Regions from separate parts of the Mus musculus genome. Here region 1 is linked to region 2. A link is a contact called in public promoter capture Hi-C data. All regions are on one chromosome and are shown on one strand. The core of a region is the stretch at or near the end of the contact, and the rest is flanking DNA. Distances in the headings are between cores, read along the strand shown.

Evidence for each region. Promoter capture Hi-C pulls out the DNA fragments that hold promoters and counts their contacts.
Region 1: a contact with region 2 is called in a promoter capture Hi-C map of the C10 cell line, with 5 times the contacts expected there. The contact joins two enhancer-like sites. A contact is called at or near these places in 4 of 39 promoter capture datasets (the C10 cell line, liver and pre-B cells).

What each region holds. Positions count from the first base shown.
Region 1 is chr2:104,352,399-104,355,756 of GRCm38.p6, reverse strand. All of the region lies in intron 1 of D430041D05Rik (RIKEN cDNA D430041D05 gene), which reads left to right. Among named protein-coding and RNA genes, the nearest start is that of D430041D05Rik, 57 kb to the left of the region's middle. Within about 2 kb of position 1,521, at least 8 of the 459 cell types and tissues checked have an H3K27ac peak or open chromatin away from gene starts, as enhancers often do.
Region 2 is chr2:103,413,474-103,417,136 of GRCm38.p6, reverse strand. It overlaps a transcript of Elf5 not described here. Among named protein-coding and RNA genes, the nearest start is that of Elf5, 8.8 kb to the left of the region's middle. Within about 2 kb of position 1,581, at least 2 of the 459 cell types and tissues checked have an H3K27ac peak or open chromatin away from gene starts, as enhancers often do.

The DNA of each region.
Region 1 (3,358 bases), core at 272-2,771, 940 kb before region 2:
AAATTAAAGGTTACTTGGGAAAGCCCAAGATTTTGATATTTTAGTCTGGAATGGCCTATCCTTACCCTTTAGATTTTCTAAAGGTTCTTCTTAGGTTTGCACAGTAAAAAGAATTGCCTTGCACGTGGCTAATTAACTTCAAGTGCTAGTATCTGGTTATTAGTGCCTTCATTTGCTACAATTAAGTTCATCCAATTTAGAGGCCATCTGACTAGGAACAAGATGGACAGCTGTTCTGGAGAGAGGCTGAAAACCAAAGGTGGATGAGCAAATGGGACTGTAAGCAGACCCTGGCATCAGTTCCTTTGTTGATAGTTCTTCTTAGGTGTCGCCATAGTTGCAGCCTCTGTAGCTCACACAGTTATTATAATAGAGGAAAAAATGAAACTTATGGTTGCAAATGCAGAGACCTGAATTATCCTAATTTCGATGTTGTGTGTGTGGTGTGTTTTCTTCATGTGTTCACATGTGTGTGTTCACATGTGTGCAGGTACATACATGCACCCTTCTGTGTGCCTGTGGAGGCCAGAGGTCACCACGGGGTGCTTTCCTTAGCCGCAGGACTGTAGTTTTTGAGATACAGTTTCTTCGTTGTACCTGGGTCTTGCAGGTTCAGCTAGGCTGCGTGAGACTCACAGGACCACACTCCTGGGATCTCAACTCTGGTCCTCACGCTTGCACTGCAAGGGCTTCATCTAGTGGACCATCATCTCAGCCCTGATCTCATGGCTTCAACAGACATTTTACCTTTTCCCGTGTGATGGCTCTCATTTTAATTTTTAAAGTTTTGCTTTATAATGTTAAAAACCGTGTGTATATTTATATGTATTTCATGAGTGCAGGGCACATATATGTGTAGATTCACATGCATGTGGAGGCCAGAAGACAGCCTTGTCTATTGTTGCTCAAGTAATGTGCACCTTGTTTTTATAGTATGGTTCCTCACTGGTCTGGTACACACCATGTAGGCTAGGCTGACTGGCTGCTGAACACCGGTCTCTGCCTCTGGTACTAGAATTGTGTGTGATCCTATATATAAACTGTGCGTCCAGTTTTTAAAAGATGGCTTTTGTGGATGGAGCGTGGGACCTCATGCCTGTAGGCGAGCGCTTTACTATCTGAGTTGTTATCCCAGGCTCTGTCTCCTTTTCTTTGAAGCCTGGTTTCATGTAGCCCAGGCTGACTTCTAAAGTTGCAATGTAACCAAAGATAGCTCCCACATGACAGAAAAATATTCTCTCTTACCTCACCTTTTGCTTGGTCTTCCAGTGGTTTAGACAAGGCCCACCAATATCAGGCTTAGTCATATGTTAATGTCACCCAGAAACAACTTCACAGATGCAGTCAGAGGTAAATGTTTAACCCACATCTGGGCACCCAGTTTCTCAATCAACTTGACACATAAAACTAACCATTCAAGTATTTGCATTCTTTTGTAAATGTGAGGAAATAGCAGTACAGAATGGTTAGGCATCTTGGCCAAGGTATGAGTCAGTAACAGCAGAGACAGGAAAAATAAAAAGGCCCAGGTAGTCTGGCTCTCAGCAGGAGTAGCAAATAAGCTTTCAGGTGAGGGTAGGCCATGAGGAGGAGCAGGAAGTGAAGTGAAGTCCTGAGTCATGTTGAGTATCAACACTAGTTAGAAGAAGATCTGGGTTTTGAACCTAGGTCTCCTGTTACCTGGCCCAGGCCCCAGGAGTCCCTCAACCCCCACATCAGATGTCTCCTGTAATGGAGATTCTGTCTATGAGGAGACAAGAGGAGCTGTGGTGTGCACCTGAGCCTGAGCACCTTATCCACTGCCTGTCCTTCTCTACATTAGAACTGTCTCTGCAATACGTCCCACGCTCAGAATGCTCTCAGCTATGCTAGCCTGCTTGGACAAGTATGCTAATTATATTAATACTTTACCTTCAGACTTTTAGAGCACTCCTCCTCTATATGCATTATCTTAAAATGGATTAGTTCAACAAAGTGGTTTTGCTCTGGGGTTTGTGGCCTTTCGTGGCCACAAATGGGATAAAAGGCTTTTACCTCCTCTTAGCTAAGATTAGAAAAGAAAAAAAAACAAGTTATTCGAAGATGCCAGAAGAGGAAAGAGTGGTTATCCAAGCAGAGTGGTTGCTGGGAGGCAGTTCTGATGGAGACCAGAGGGTCCTGGTCCAGCAGGTGTTGTCATAGAAACCAGACATTGATGTTGGACTGGGTTGTTTCTGCATCTTAGCTCTGCCACGTACCAAAGAAACACAGATCATTTTCCTGCAGCTTTCCCCATCTGTAAAGTGGAGGTTGTGCTTTGTACTGCCAGGATGGCCGGGGCAGGGGTGGGGATGGGGATGAGAAATGATGGTCCAGTTCATAGCCCAAACCATAGCTATCATGAGTTCTTGACCTTCTGGTGAGGCTTCCAGTTACCAGCCCAGAGGTCATGTTCTGAAAGCTTTCACCTGCTCATTCTTTCCCACCTACCTGTCTTTTGCACCCATAATGACCAGGCGTGACTACGCATTAAGCCTCTTGCTCCTACCACTGGGCCATCTGGGAAGTCATTTTGGGGCTCTGAGCCAGGTGTGGATGGAGAAGTGTGTATCCCTCACCCCAGCGTGTGTGCTTCAGTCAGACAAACAGTCCTCCTCCTTAGTTCTTGTTGGCAGTTTGCAGGAGTGGGAAGGGATTAGAGACAGTAATATGTCCATTTTATACGGATATGAAATCAACAAATTAAAAAAACACAAAAGGGGGCTAAGAAAAATCTAATAAAAATCTGTCACAAAGGGTTTGGTGATATGACCATTTCCTTGAAAAATTCAAGTTTTGGTGTCTACTTATCTGAAGAGTTTCATCTGATTTGCATACAGCATTAGGTATTACATGGATCACTTAATAATCACAACTGCTTTCTCGGCATCAACCTGAGGTTGGCCTGTCTTGAGATTTCCTTGGCCACGCAAATTAGCCCATCACCTTGGAACTCTGTGTTTATCAAGTTCTCAGGACACAGGCAGAATGAAGCCAAATTCCTGGCCAGAATAACACATGATATTTCCTATCCAAGTTCCTGATAGTCGTTGTTTCCCTCTGAATGTGGAGGGAGGAGCTGAAGCAATGTCCATGGAGAAAGCTGACTGGCTTACTCCCAAGGCTTGCTCAACCTGCCTTCTTACACATTCTAGAACAAAATACCCAGAATGGTACAGTGGGCTACCGTGAATACAGTGGTCTGGGTCCTCCCATAGCAATTATTAAACAAGGAAAGGCCCCATAGACATACCCACAGGCTAATCAGATGCAGGCAATTCCTCAGCCAAGGTTCCTTCCTTCTTTCCAGGTGACCTGCACACCACCCATTCATAAAGCC
Region 2 (3,663 bases), core at 332-2,831:
GTTATATAATTTTAAAACTTAGAAGAATATAATAAATGAGCATACGTTATTCATAAAAAGTGAGTATAAAAATGAGCCTAGTTAAGGCTTCAGTGAAAAATGAGTCGATAAACGCTTTGGGGGACAGTTGAGGGCGCTGCATCATCCCACAGATAATTTTGACCTGGGGGTTGTCGGATGTGAGAGAAGGGTGCGGAGGCTCAGTGGGATTTGATATTCCGACTGGACAATGAAGAGCTGTGATGACCTGCTAAAAATGGATTGTTATTATGCCTCGGGCTTAACCATCGTAGGAGTGGGGATTGTTATTATACATATTTTATGGAGGAGGAATCTGAGGTTCACTGAGCTTCTACGATTTGTGTAAAGTCATCGGCTAAGCAGCTGAGCCTGAATTTCCTCCACAAGATCCCTTAGCCCAGAGCCCAGGCCACTGACCACTGACCCTGTGCTCAGTCTGGGGATTAACAGGGGATCTTGTTTACACCAGCCCAAGTTGGAAGTAACAAGGTGAGAGAAAGGGTGTGGCTAACTCTACTACTTCCGAGTCACAGAGGGCTGGCACAGGAAGTACTGGGTGAGTTTTTCAATCCAGCATCTCTGTGAACAAAAAGGTAGATCTTGCCAGTTCGAGAAGACTTCAGTACTGAAAAACCTCAGATTTCATCAGTCTTTAGGGGAAAACACGTGCGAGGCCGCAAGCTGACAGTGGGTCACAGTGTCCCACAATGCTGGCTTCTGGTCTTACTCCCAAGGGTTTTTTGCGCATCAACTGGTGCTCATTATGGACATTTTTTTTTTAAATTTAATTGTTTCTTTTACCAATTTTGAAATAATATTTTTTCACCAACCTCTTATTTTTTCCCACTATTGTATGTATTTGCCATTAAAATGTTCAAAGGTCTTGTCATGATGTCACAAGCCAAACCAGCACTCAGGAGGCTGAGGCCAGCCTGGGCTACATAGTGAGGCCCTGTTTCTAATAAATGAATAAATAACTAAAGTTCAAAGATATGGATTGTTCCCTGAAATTTCCTAAAGGTTGGTTCTGTTTAGGGGTAGAGTGGGAGCACCGACTTGTGCAAGGAAGCAGGCGTCATTATGTTGCTTTATAAAGCTATCCTGAAGTTTTCTGGCATCTTCTTATCACAGAGTTTGCCATTATGTCCTAAGTGGAGTCTGAGGGTTCCTGCTACTGATAAACCTGGAGGGCCCTTACCTTTGAAAGGCCGACTGGTCCCACCAGGCAAGTTCCCCTCAACATGGACACATTTGTATTTTAAACTCATAAACATAGGGAGATCTTGTATGGGGTGTGACTGGCCCCAGGTAAGAGGTCCAGGGTCCACACCTTTGGATATTATCTCTGAGAAACTAGAGTCCAAGTAAAGCCCACAGAATCCCACATGTCGCTGTCACTTGCATCCCTCTCTATGAACCATGTTTTAATCCTTCTCAAGGAAGCTAAAGCAAATGGGTAGGCTTTGTCTCCATTTTGAATGACAGCTATCCCTCTGGCTTGTGGGAACCAGTGAGATAGGGGCTGGCCTGATCATTCTCTGGAGGTGTGGCTGATAGACAGGCAGGCGTGGCCTTGCTAAGAGTAGAAGCCAGATGGAGAGGCACTTGAGGAAAATCTAGGAATAGAAAGACCTTTGAGGCTTTGAGGCTAAGAGTTCAGATGTCAATGTTACCAACTTGGCAACTGAATTTTTGGATCTCTTTGAACTTCAGTTTCCTCATCTGCAAAGAAATTATCATTTCATGGGGGTTTGAAGACAACTGAAGGAAATGGGGGCTGGAGAGATGGCTTAGCAATTAAAAGCACTGGCTGCTCTTGCAGAGGGTACAGGTCCCAGCACCCACATAATGGCTCACAACTGTCTGTTAACTCCAGATCCAGAGGTTCTGATGTCTTCTTCTGACCTCCATGGCACAAGGCACACATGTGGTACACTTACATACATGCATGCAAAAAAGACTCATATAGATAAATCTAAGAATTATAATAGAATGAACTATTGTAGTATAGGAAGCACTGAGCCCAGCACCTGACACATACTAAATGGTCAATAGACTATTATTGTAATAAGGATATTAATCAGCCTCTATAGCATCAGACTTACTAATCACCATGATAAATACAGTTTTGGCTGTCCACTAGATCAGTTGGAACAGCACAGATATATACATTTTCAACGTGGGTAGACATTCTCCTGCCCATGTGGTCGTGGTTAAGAGAAGGTGATCACATTTGGTCAGTGGTCCTTATTTAACTTAGCTAGAGCAGGAATTTTATAAAATATTTGTTTCTCCACCTACCCTTCTTTTCCCCCTTCTGGTTGCCAGTGTGCCCTTTTGGGAAAACAGAAAGTCCATTAATCACCATAGATCACTATAGAGTATCTAAAAGATTTGCCATTTGGCCACACCAATCCCAGCTGTCGCTACTTACATCTTTCTGACAGTCCCATGGGTGGGACTTCTGCAAGCTCACCTTTCTACACCTGCCCATGGGAGATGGAAGCCACCTGTCTCTACAGGAAATAGTCATTTGGCTTTTCTGGTTCTCCGGCTGTGTCCACTCCAGGTTGCAGCTGCACTTTGGGCAATGTGCAAGCCAGAGGGCAGATTTTGCACAAGGACCTCTGAGTTGGGTGGGGGGCTAATTAAAGTCAAGCATTCTAGCCAAATTGAGTGTTGAGTTGTATAATTGGCCAGGAGCTATAGGTCATGTGTTGAGAAAGCTGGTCCAGGTGCCCAGTGTTTTGAATGGACAGGGAAGGAAGGTCAAAGGTGACTGGGCTTGCTCTGTTTATATGCCAGAATCTCTGGGCAGTTGCTTAGCCCTTGGCCTCGCTGTTGGCAGAACCTAGTCTTGGAGTGTTACCCATCCCATTTAGTACTACTGAGGCTTAACCAAGTTAGAGGCAGGCTGGTAGGCTTATTGAGATATCTTTAGGAACTGTGCCCACAAAGTTCACATCTCAGAACAGAGTGGGGTTGACTTTAGGTCCGGTCAATCCCTGGTCAGGAGGTGCTCAGGAGGAGCTCTGCCCTTCTGGGATCCTTCACAACTGGCAAACAGGCTTAAGATGATTGATACTTAATAAGCCAAGAAAGGTCTGGAGATAAGATCTGAAAAACTGACAGTTTGTGGCCAAAGAGGTCACCTGTAGGTGTAATTTTCAAATTGGGAGCCCTGTAACTCCAGCTACATACTAATATGGACATCTATTTTTGGGGGGTGGGGTAGGGGGAGGGAAAAAGTATCATGACCAATAGCAAAGTGTAATGAGAAAGCAGGCACGAGCTCACGAGCAGCTGCACTGGCCTGAGCACACACATACCTTAGTGTTGCCTCACACTCTGATTCCTCTCACCTAGACCCACAAGCACCTAGATAGATTTCCAGCCACACTCTCTCCTGTATCTGTCGCTCCCAATACCTCGCATCCTCCACACATATGCAACCATTCCGGCATAGACTCCTCCCTCTCGAAACACCCACATTACTCACAGCAGCCATCAGATAAACGCAGTCCCCTTAGGAAGCTGATTAATAAAACTATTTTATCTGTAATTACACTTGAGTGATAATAATGTCCTCAGAGCCTGCATGGTTAGATTGGTTCAGATGGTCACATCCAGATTAGAGCTGAA